2 separate regions of the Hordeum vulgare genome follow, and region 1 is linked to region 2. The links are chromatin contacts, called in public Hi-C maps. All regions are on one chromosome and are shown on one strand. Each heading gives the region's core, a stretch centred on a gene start, on an enhancer-like site or on the middle of the called end of the contact. The rest is flanking DNA. Distances are from core to core; before and after follow the strand shown.

What was found. Hi-C and Micro-C count contacts between places; a contact is called where the count stands out from the background.
Region 1: a Hi-C map of seedling shows a contact between it and region 2, with 4 times the contacts expected there. The contact joins the promoter of LOC123401982 here to the promoter of LOC123406225 in region 2. A contact is called at or near these places in 1 of 6 Hi-C or Micro-C datasets (seedling) and 1 of 1 datasets of contacts at active chromatin or transcription factors (embryo).

What each region holds. Positions count from the first base shown.
Region 1 is chr6H:462,131,214-462,135,592 of MorexV3_pseudomolecules_assembly, reverse strand. LOC123401982 (protein MODIFYING WALL LIGNIN-1) reads right to left here and starts at 1,652. Exons shown (of 3, transcript XM_045095846.1): 1 at 1,022-1,652; 2 at 727-938; 3 at 1-592. The coding sequence starts at 1,135. The coding sequence ends at 283.
Region 2 is chr6H:461,693,829-461,698,216 of MorexV3_pseudomolecules_assembly, reverse strand. It overlaps LOC123406225 (dual specificity protein kinase YAK1 homolog), which reads left to right and starts at 2,415. Exons shown (of 18, transcript XM_045099712.1): 1 at 2,415-3,113; 2 at 3,899-4,098. The coding sequence starts at 2,937.

The DNA of each region.
Region 1 (4,379 bases), core at 403-2,902, 440 kb before region 2:
CCAGCTCCGTAATGTCATTTACAATTTGCACGGCCATGTCAGTAAATGTGTCAGTAATTCTATGTACTGTGTCTGTGACTCTGTGTCCCTCCCATCCTATCCACCGGTAGTACTCCCGAGATCGCCTTTCTCTGCTTTGCCAGCCTACCAAGATGCCCCACCCGAGAGCAGAAAAGAGAAGAAGAAGATGGCTCCACTCGGCTTGGCCTTTCCGGGACGAACAGCGAAGCGTGCCAACGATCCCTTCACCGGTTGGCCCGCCCCACCCTCGTGTCCGGTCGATCATTGCTTGGATCGCCCGCCCGGCCGTTCCGCGCCCGCGCCTGTTGCCGCGTCGACACGGATGGTAGTTGTGCAGGCGGCGTCTCCTCTGGCGCACGACGTCGTGCTCGAGCCTGCCGCCGCGGATTTGGTGGCGAAGGTGAGGCCGAGGATGAGGAGCGCCGTGACGACGACCAGCGCGGCGGCGCCGCCGAACACGCCGTTCCTGGCGACGTAGCAGTCGCCGTCCATCCACCCCCGGCCGTACCGCTGCCCGCTGTTCATGCTCGCCGCGGTCGCCAGCAGGATCACGGCCAGCGCGAAGCACACCCTGCACGCACGCACGCACGCCACCCTCTCGTCAGCGAATTTGTTCGGCCTCGGCCACACATAATTCTAGCGTGGTGCTTTCGCGCGTATTTATGTCGCCACCATGGTCATGTTATACCGTATAAGTGCGCGTACCATGAGAGGGCCAGGAGTGCGACGGGCGCGACGCGGCCTCCGCCGGCGACTGACTTGTTGGGCTTGGAGCTGGAGGCGCACATGGAGGTCGCCGCCGCGGTGGTGCCGACGAGCTGCGCGACGGAGAGGAAGGCGATGGCCGCGACGCCCAATTCGAAGGCGGAGCTCTTGGGCAAGGAGCAGAGGCTGCCGTCGAGCTTCAAGTCCTTCTCCTGATCGAGCAACCGAATCAGATCCGATCTCGCCAATTGCAACACGACGAGCGCAACAAAGAGAGCAGGAGCAGGAGGCTGACCTTGACTCTGTGGAACTCGGCGGCGAGGGAGCATGAGAAGGCGGTGGCACAGAGCAGGACGACGATGCCGCAGACCGCGGCCCGGCAGGACATCCCTCTGACCCCCTTCTCCATCACCACGGGACGAGCTCGAGCTCGAGCTGAAACCCGAACTGCTACCTCGCTGTCCCTTGCGGGAATTCAGACACAATGATTCGCTACATATATACTGGCGAATTATGCGACCAACGACCAATCAGACACGGTTGGTGGCGGCGGGAGACGATGGAAGCAGAGGCGGAGGTGGGAGACCGGGGGCTAAACAAACCGTTGAAAACCGCATGGATTCGTCCACCCGTATGGACCGCTGCCTACTAGGTAAAGCTTTGTGGCCGCGTGCTGGCTAGGAAGGGGACGACGACGATGACGGAATTGGCAGGAGAGGAGGCTCCGGCCCCATCTTGATGGGCGGACGAACTCACCCGGCGGCGAACGGCTTGGTCAAAGCCGGATAAGGCGGTTGCTTGCTTGCTTGGGGGAGGTGAGAGCTAGGAAAGCCGAAGCCTGCACGGAACGAATCATACACACACACACACGCACGCACCGTAGTAGTGGCTTGTCCTAATCGCCCTACGCCCACAGCCAACTTGCGGTTGTTTACATGCATGCATGCTAACCAGTCGTGTCGTGGTCACGCCACCCAAATGGCCGGGTAAAATACGAGCTGCTTATTATGACCGGTGCTTGTGCGTGCGAAGGATCCAAAAGGCGAAAGGTGGAAATCTAGAGAAAGGCCCCCGGGACAGGAGGACGGGGTCCAGAGGAATCCTCTTCCTTCGGTGTCGTGCCGCGCGACTATCGACTCCGCTGCTCTGCCTTCGCGTTCGCAGCGAGGCAGCCCGCGGCGACGGGGACGCCGAGTGGCGGGCGCAGCAGGGGAAGGATCTTTTCCCGGTGACGCAGGTTGGACGATTATTCTCTTGGGGTCCCGTGCCGACTGACGCGGCCGAGGAGGAAGGTAGCAAGCCACCGCGGTGGTAAATTTGGGGTTTTGATCTTTTTAGCCGGGCCTGACCCGGTTTATAAACATTTCGGTATATAACAATAGGGTATAACTCCCTACAGTAAAGAATCTTGACGATAGAAAACTTGTTCATGTCAGCGCAGTACATTTCTACCATCAAATAAATTAACGATAACATGTGCAACGTTATCGTTCAACTGTCTGACGGTAGGTGCATACATACACTAGGTTTGATACTATTTTTTTTTCATGGTAAGACATGCATTCCTACCGCCATCGACCCCGACGGTAGGTGATGACCCCGACGGTAGGTGATGGGGTCACATACTAAAGATAGGGTCATACTAAAGGTAGGGTCATGGACCTGACATCTAGGGTCCGTCTACGACCCCAAACCGTCATTGAGAGGCCTCCGGACCATAGGCGCATCCGAACATCCACTCTCAGATGTCCACTCGGATACGGTCTATTCACTTAGACATGATTCCTTCATTCGGATGTGGAACCACCAATCGGCCTCGTTCACCGCACTCGGACGTGGAAGGTGAAGAGACGATGTGGGAGATGCAGCGTTCGAGAGACTTAATGTTGAGCTTCAAGTGTAGTTGTAGATACTGCTACCAGTAACAATTGTTTTTATACTCCTTCATTTCTTTTGTAACGGCTCACTGGGAACAGTTCACTCTATATAAGTCTTCCCTTACTCCTTGTCAAGGGTTCAACATCCATTGTAATAACATACTCTAAGAGAAAACACAAGCTTCCAAGCACGAGACGTACGGCTATTACCTCTTTGAGAGGGGTCTGAACAAACTAAAACCGAGTGATACACTTGTGTCGTAGCAAGGCTCCGCCCCTTGTTTGTACCCCTAGTACTCATTATCAGGTTCATTGCCTCGACGATTGGCGCCCATCGTGGGGTTGCACGTCTAGCAAATATCCGATGCATGTGGAATTTTCGTCATCACCTTGATCCTTGGCGGTGAGATCCGATTTGGAGCTCTTAGCTTCATCGCCAATAATTCAGCATGGCTTCACGAAGTTGCGCTCGACGTGGAGTCGCCGCGTGTGTGCGACACGGCGCATTTCCGTGCATCGTCCTACGAAGTCCTTCTTCATCAGCCCTCGGTTCCGTATCGGTTGGCTCCCCTCCTACCCGCTGGCCATCGTTGCAAGTGTTGTGGGCGCTTGCAGCCCCAGCGCTAGGTCAAGCATGCGATGGCCCTCCAGGTCGCGGCTCGGCAGGTGTTTACCCTCGAGCCCGATGAGTCTGCCCTCGATCTCTTCGTTTGCCTTTACGAGGACTCCACGGATGGGTCCGAGTGTGAGAGCATTTTTTTTAAAGATCCGGCGATGGCCGGCTTGAATTAAAATAGCAGGAAGCACATGGAGAAGAAATACATCAAAGGGTGGGGGTGATCAATGGATCAAGGATGTAAGAGGAAGAACAACAAAAAAAGTGGGATGGGGTAGCTAGGAATCTCTCATGGTGGTTCCCCAAAGGGGTGCTCCAATTGGACTGCGCCTGCGTCGCGCCACAGCCTAAGTGTTCTGTTGATTTCCTCCTTTATGTCTTGGGCTTGCCCCTTCTTGTTTCTGAAGGTGCATTCGTTTCTCTCCTTCCAAATCTCAGCAAGAATTAGGATGACCATTGTTTTGATCGCCTTGCTGTCCTCTGCCGGTGCATTGCTTATCATTTTGGATATGATAGCTGCTGACTTATTGTTGCAAGACCATTTTCTTGGGCGGAGAGAGCTGCAACCGACATACGATGCTGCCTGCGACCACACTGATATTGCTATCGGGCATTGCCAGAACAAGTGCACTGATGACTCAAGGTTTCTCAGGCACATATGGCAAAAATAGTTGTTTGTCCATCCTCTTCTTTGTAGACGATCATTACACCATAACCTATCCTTGAGGAGCAGCCATGCGAAGAACTTGAGTTTTGCCGGTGCCCAGGTGGCCCATATAAGCCTACGAAAGTCTGATTTATAAAACCCCTGGAATTGGGCTTTATACACAGAGCCGGCAGTGTATACCCCTGAAGCTTCGTGTTTCCAGCGGATAGAGTCGCTTACTTGCTCTTGTAGCTGGATATCCCTGTTTTGAATCCATCTGTTCAACTTGATCGCTTCTTCCCATATGCTCGCGGTGTGACCGTGTGCTAGGTCTAGAATCCAATTATTATTCTGGAGTGCCTCCTTGACCGTTCTATTTTTTTACGGGTGTGCCTGAAGAGATTTGGGAAGGCCGACTTTAGGTTTCCCGAGCCTGTCCAGGGGAAATTCCAAAACGAAGCCCGTTCACCATTCCCTAGTGTAACTAACGTAGAGGCATTGAACAAGGCCTTGT
Region 2 (4,388 bases), core at 1,166-3,665:
TCGTAAGTTAGCCACCTCAAACAAATGCTTATTCGCTTGCTGCAGCCTCACCACTTAACCTTGCCCCACATATTAAGCTTTGCTAGTCTTGATACCTTTGGAAATGACATTGCTGAGTCCCGTGTGGCTCACAGATTACTACACCATTAGTTGCAGGTACAGGTAAAGGTTACTTGACGCGAGCGCGTTGATTTTTCATTTGGAGTTGCTTCTTCTTCTTCTTCTTCTTCATCGATCTAGGATGGGTTCTAGGCCGGCAGCCTGGGATAGCAAGGATGGACGTCGTTCTTCTTTTCTCGTTTGTTTTCATCCGTAGTCGGACCCTGCTCTTCTTCATGATGTTTATGTATTGTACTGATGTGATTCTGATGTAGCTTGTGGCGAGTGTAAGCCAATTCCATATATCTCATCTTTTCAGTACATGTATTTGTAACGATATCCATTCTTGTGAAATGACGAGATGCGCTTCTATCCCTGACGAGGCCCTCGTGCCAAATTGCGGATAGGGTCGCATCTTGGGCGTTACAGGCACACATAGTAAACGGTGCGCCACAAAATAGTGTGTGCGGTGTTAGTGTGCTCTCACACGAGTTATAAGGATGGGCCGTATGAGAAGTATGCCATATCTCAAACGGTTGACCGGTAACTCTCGTTTGCGATAGATGCGGACATCCCATACGCTTAGGTTTGCCAAACATTTGCGTTCATTAGTTATAATCGCCGACGGGTTTTCCGTGTCGTGTGAGATGGACCCCCTTATCACCCACACACGCTAGGCATCGGTTTAAAACCATGTCGTGAAAAGAGATTAAAAATCGTTTATATAGCACGTTGTTGCACCAGTGAATGTGTTGTCGCACCATTCCTTTTGTCTCGCAATATATATTACCGATTCAAGAAGAGTACTTGTCATCCTTGTTGTGTAGCTCGACCTAGCGGCGATCCTAGAAGCACACAAAGAATGGAGCTAAGTTGGGCCTAGGGGTGTTGAACTGTCCATAGTTCTCTAGTATGGCCCAAATAATGCATATGTGTGAGCGTCTTTGAGTGATTACACCAGGGCCACCGACCTCCTATGATTGGGCCTAGACCCTCCCTAGCACGATCTTAGGGATGCAACCATATCTTTGTATGCTTTCGGTCAAGCCGTTGATCCTTATATCTCTTGCATCTTCACGTTGTTGACCTTTTCTTTATCATGAACGATGTTGCAAAGTTCAACTCTAGATCAGATGTGATGACGTAGATACATATCATGAAGCATAGTCATCGATGTACATGGGATTTTTGATAATATCACTCGATATCATATATCTTGCAACGTTTTAGTATAACCTGGCAATCTTCTAATTTCGGACGCCAACTCGTCACTTACCTGTTTATGATGCAGGTGGCAAGGGGAACTCAACTATAGGCGTCACCGTGGATGACGTGAGTGTGATTCAAATCTTAGTCACTAATGAAGGTGGTCACTTTCCATCTATCTATTCATCATGAAGACTCCAACATTACATGTACTGCAACATATCCTTTTTTGTCTATCCATCTATCTGGAAGAATTGACCATTAAACTTTCAGTAACACTTTCGGAAATTACTTCTCCTCTAACCATCTATCTTGAAGATACAACCATTACATATGTTGTAATAGGCGTGGAAATTCCTTCTCATCTATCCAACTATCTTAAAGAATCGGTCATTACACATCTTGTAACGCATCCGAAAATCCCTTCTCATCTATCCATGTATCTTGAAAATCGACCATTATACATCTTGTAACACATCCCAAAATTACTTCTTACTTATCCATCTATCTTAATGACTCAATCATTACACATCTTGTAACCCATCCGGTAATTAATTCTCGTCTATCCATCAATCTCGAAGATTCAGCCATTACAGGTCTTGTAAGCATCCGGAAATCCCTCTTCGCTTATCCATCCATCTTGAAAAAACGTATCCGGAAATTACTTCTCGTCTATCCATTTATCGTGATGGCTCGATCATTACACATCTTTAGAAAATGCGCCGGTCCAACATACGCGTTTCCCGATCTTTCGCCATTCATTGCTCGCCAGTTACTTGTGTGCGTGAGCGGCAGCCCACAGACACCGAGTCATACGAGATATATACAAATATCTTTTTGTGCACCCCTTTCGGCGGAAAATAAATAGAACATATATTATTTCCCGGCCGTTTAGAGCCGCACGATGGGCAGATCGGACGGCCACGATCGCACCAGCATGGCGAAGTTGCGCCGCCTAGCACGCGATGACAGCGGTGCTTAGAGCGGCGACGTTGATAATTGCAGGCAGGCCGTTGCCCCTGGGGACGCGTTACAACTCCACTTCTTAACCGCAGTAATTAAAATCCAGTCGCGTATAAATATTAGCTGGAAAGAAGGCGAGCGGAAAAAAAACCCACAGAGGGGGAGGAGGTGACGGAGACGAGGAAGGAAAGGAAGAAAAGAGACGAAAGAGGGAGGAGGAGGGGATTGGGACTCGCCGCCACGCTCCAAATTCCCCACTGCTCCACCGCCTCCACTTCCCCGCCGCCGCCGCCACGAGTGCGGCGGGTACGAGCATCCCGTCGCCCCCTTCCCAAAACCCTACCCGCCCAATTCGGTCCGGCTCCGAGCTGTTGGCCCCGCCAGGGGGAGTCCCAAGCGGTGAGAGGAGGCGGCGGAGGGCCGGGGAGATCGGATCGGCGGGGGCGCGGGCCGGAGTAGCATTGGGCGATGGCCGCTTCATAGGATGCAGCTTTACTCCGCCGGCGGCCGCTTAGTCTGCTGCTGCTGCCGCTTCTGCTTCGGAGTGCGTTGCCGTGATCCCAACAGGAGCCTGGGCTGGTGCGGATTGGGCTGACTTCTTTCTGTTGCTGTTGTTGTTGGGCACTTGATCTCCGCGGGCGCTGTTGGGAGGTGGTTGCTTGAGGCGAATGGAGGGGACTGGGAGGGAGAGGAAGGCGGCGGGGCCGCCGTGGGCGCCGTCCAAGTTCACGGTGTTCCGGTCCTACGCTGCTGCGGTGGTGGGCGACCGGGCGGAGGCGCCGTACGCCCGGGGCAATGGGGTTGCCGCCCGTTCAAGCAATCTACGCGCCGTCAGGAAGAGGCCTGTACGTTTCCTACACCTTCCCCTCCCACGGGGCTAACAAAAGATGCTTGCTTGCTTGCTGTCCCTTTTGGAGCTATTCTCGTGCTCACCGTGCTGAATTTGAATTGTCAATTGGATTTAGCGATTCACAGTGGTCGTCGTAGCTGGAAATTAATTAGGATGAAACGCTGGTACGAAACCGTTACAGCTTAAGAAATCAATACATCTTAAACTTCGGTGACTTGAACTACTCGAATCAGAACCGTTCCTGCTGCTTGGACGCACGGTTCAGGCAACTATAGTTTGACCAGCTGGAGCAGTGTGGTCCGCTCAAATTGTATTTTGATTAATCAGAGGCAAACTTCATTTCTGACTGTTATTAGCATTACCAGTCATTAATCACACCTATTTTGTCTGCAAAGATCATTCACAGTGTTTAATTTCATATACAATACATGCTTCGTGTTGCTTGACTTGCTATTCCAATCCATCATTACTGTAAAAGAGATTCCAAGTATAAATGATTCGGAGATATTACGCAAGCGCACAACTAAAAGTGTGTCAGGATCCTAGTTGATATCTTAAAAAAAAAAATGGATCATTGGACAATGCAAACCTGCCTATACCATCCAACGAATAGTGCAATGCTATAAGAACATCCTTTAACACTGTTGCCGCTCTCAATTAGTGTGTTATAGGATGAAAAGATGGCGGTGCATTTATAATTCAGTTTGTTACCATTGTTCATATGCACCACATGCCCATACACCTCTGATATACCACTCTGAATCAACTGTTTTCCTGCAGATTGTCGCAAGATTGACCAGGGGCATCGTCCAAACTTTTGAAAAATGCAATCCTGAGTTTAATTTCTCAGATTCACTAAATCCCAAGTACTTCCTCACCAATCCTGCAGTTCCTGTTCACAATGATGGGCATGATAATGCAAATTATGATCTCATCTTGTATGTCAATTTGGAATTGGTTAATAAGAAGTCAGACCGGAGGTTAGTTTAGTTATTTTCCAATGTACCAGCTTTCACATTCTTGTTTCTTGTTGGTTACTTGCAGCATTTTTAGCCGCAACAAGTTGATTTTTGTAAGTTAGAAATATCTATGAATACTTGGAGGGCCTCATTATTTATGAGAATTAACAAGAAATCAAAGTATGTGAAGAAGAAATATATGCAAAATTCTCTTGCAATATTTGGTTTTAATGTAGAACTTGTTTGGTAAATAGATCTAGCCAGTTCAATTTTTTTCCACAGCTGCTCATCTCAGGGTTCAGATTGGTTAA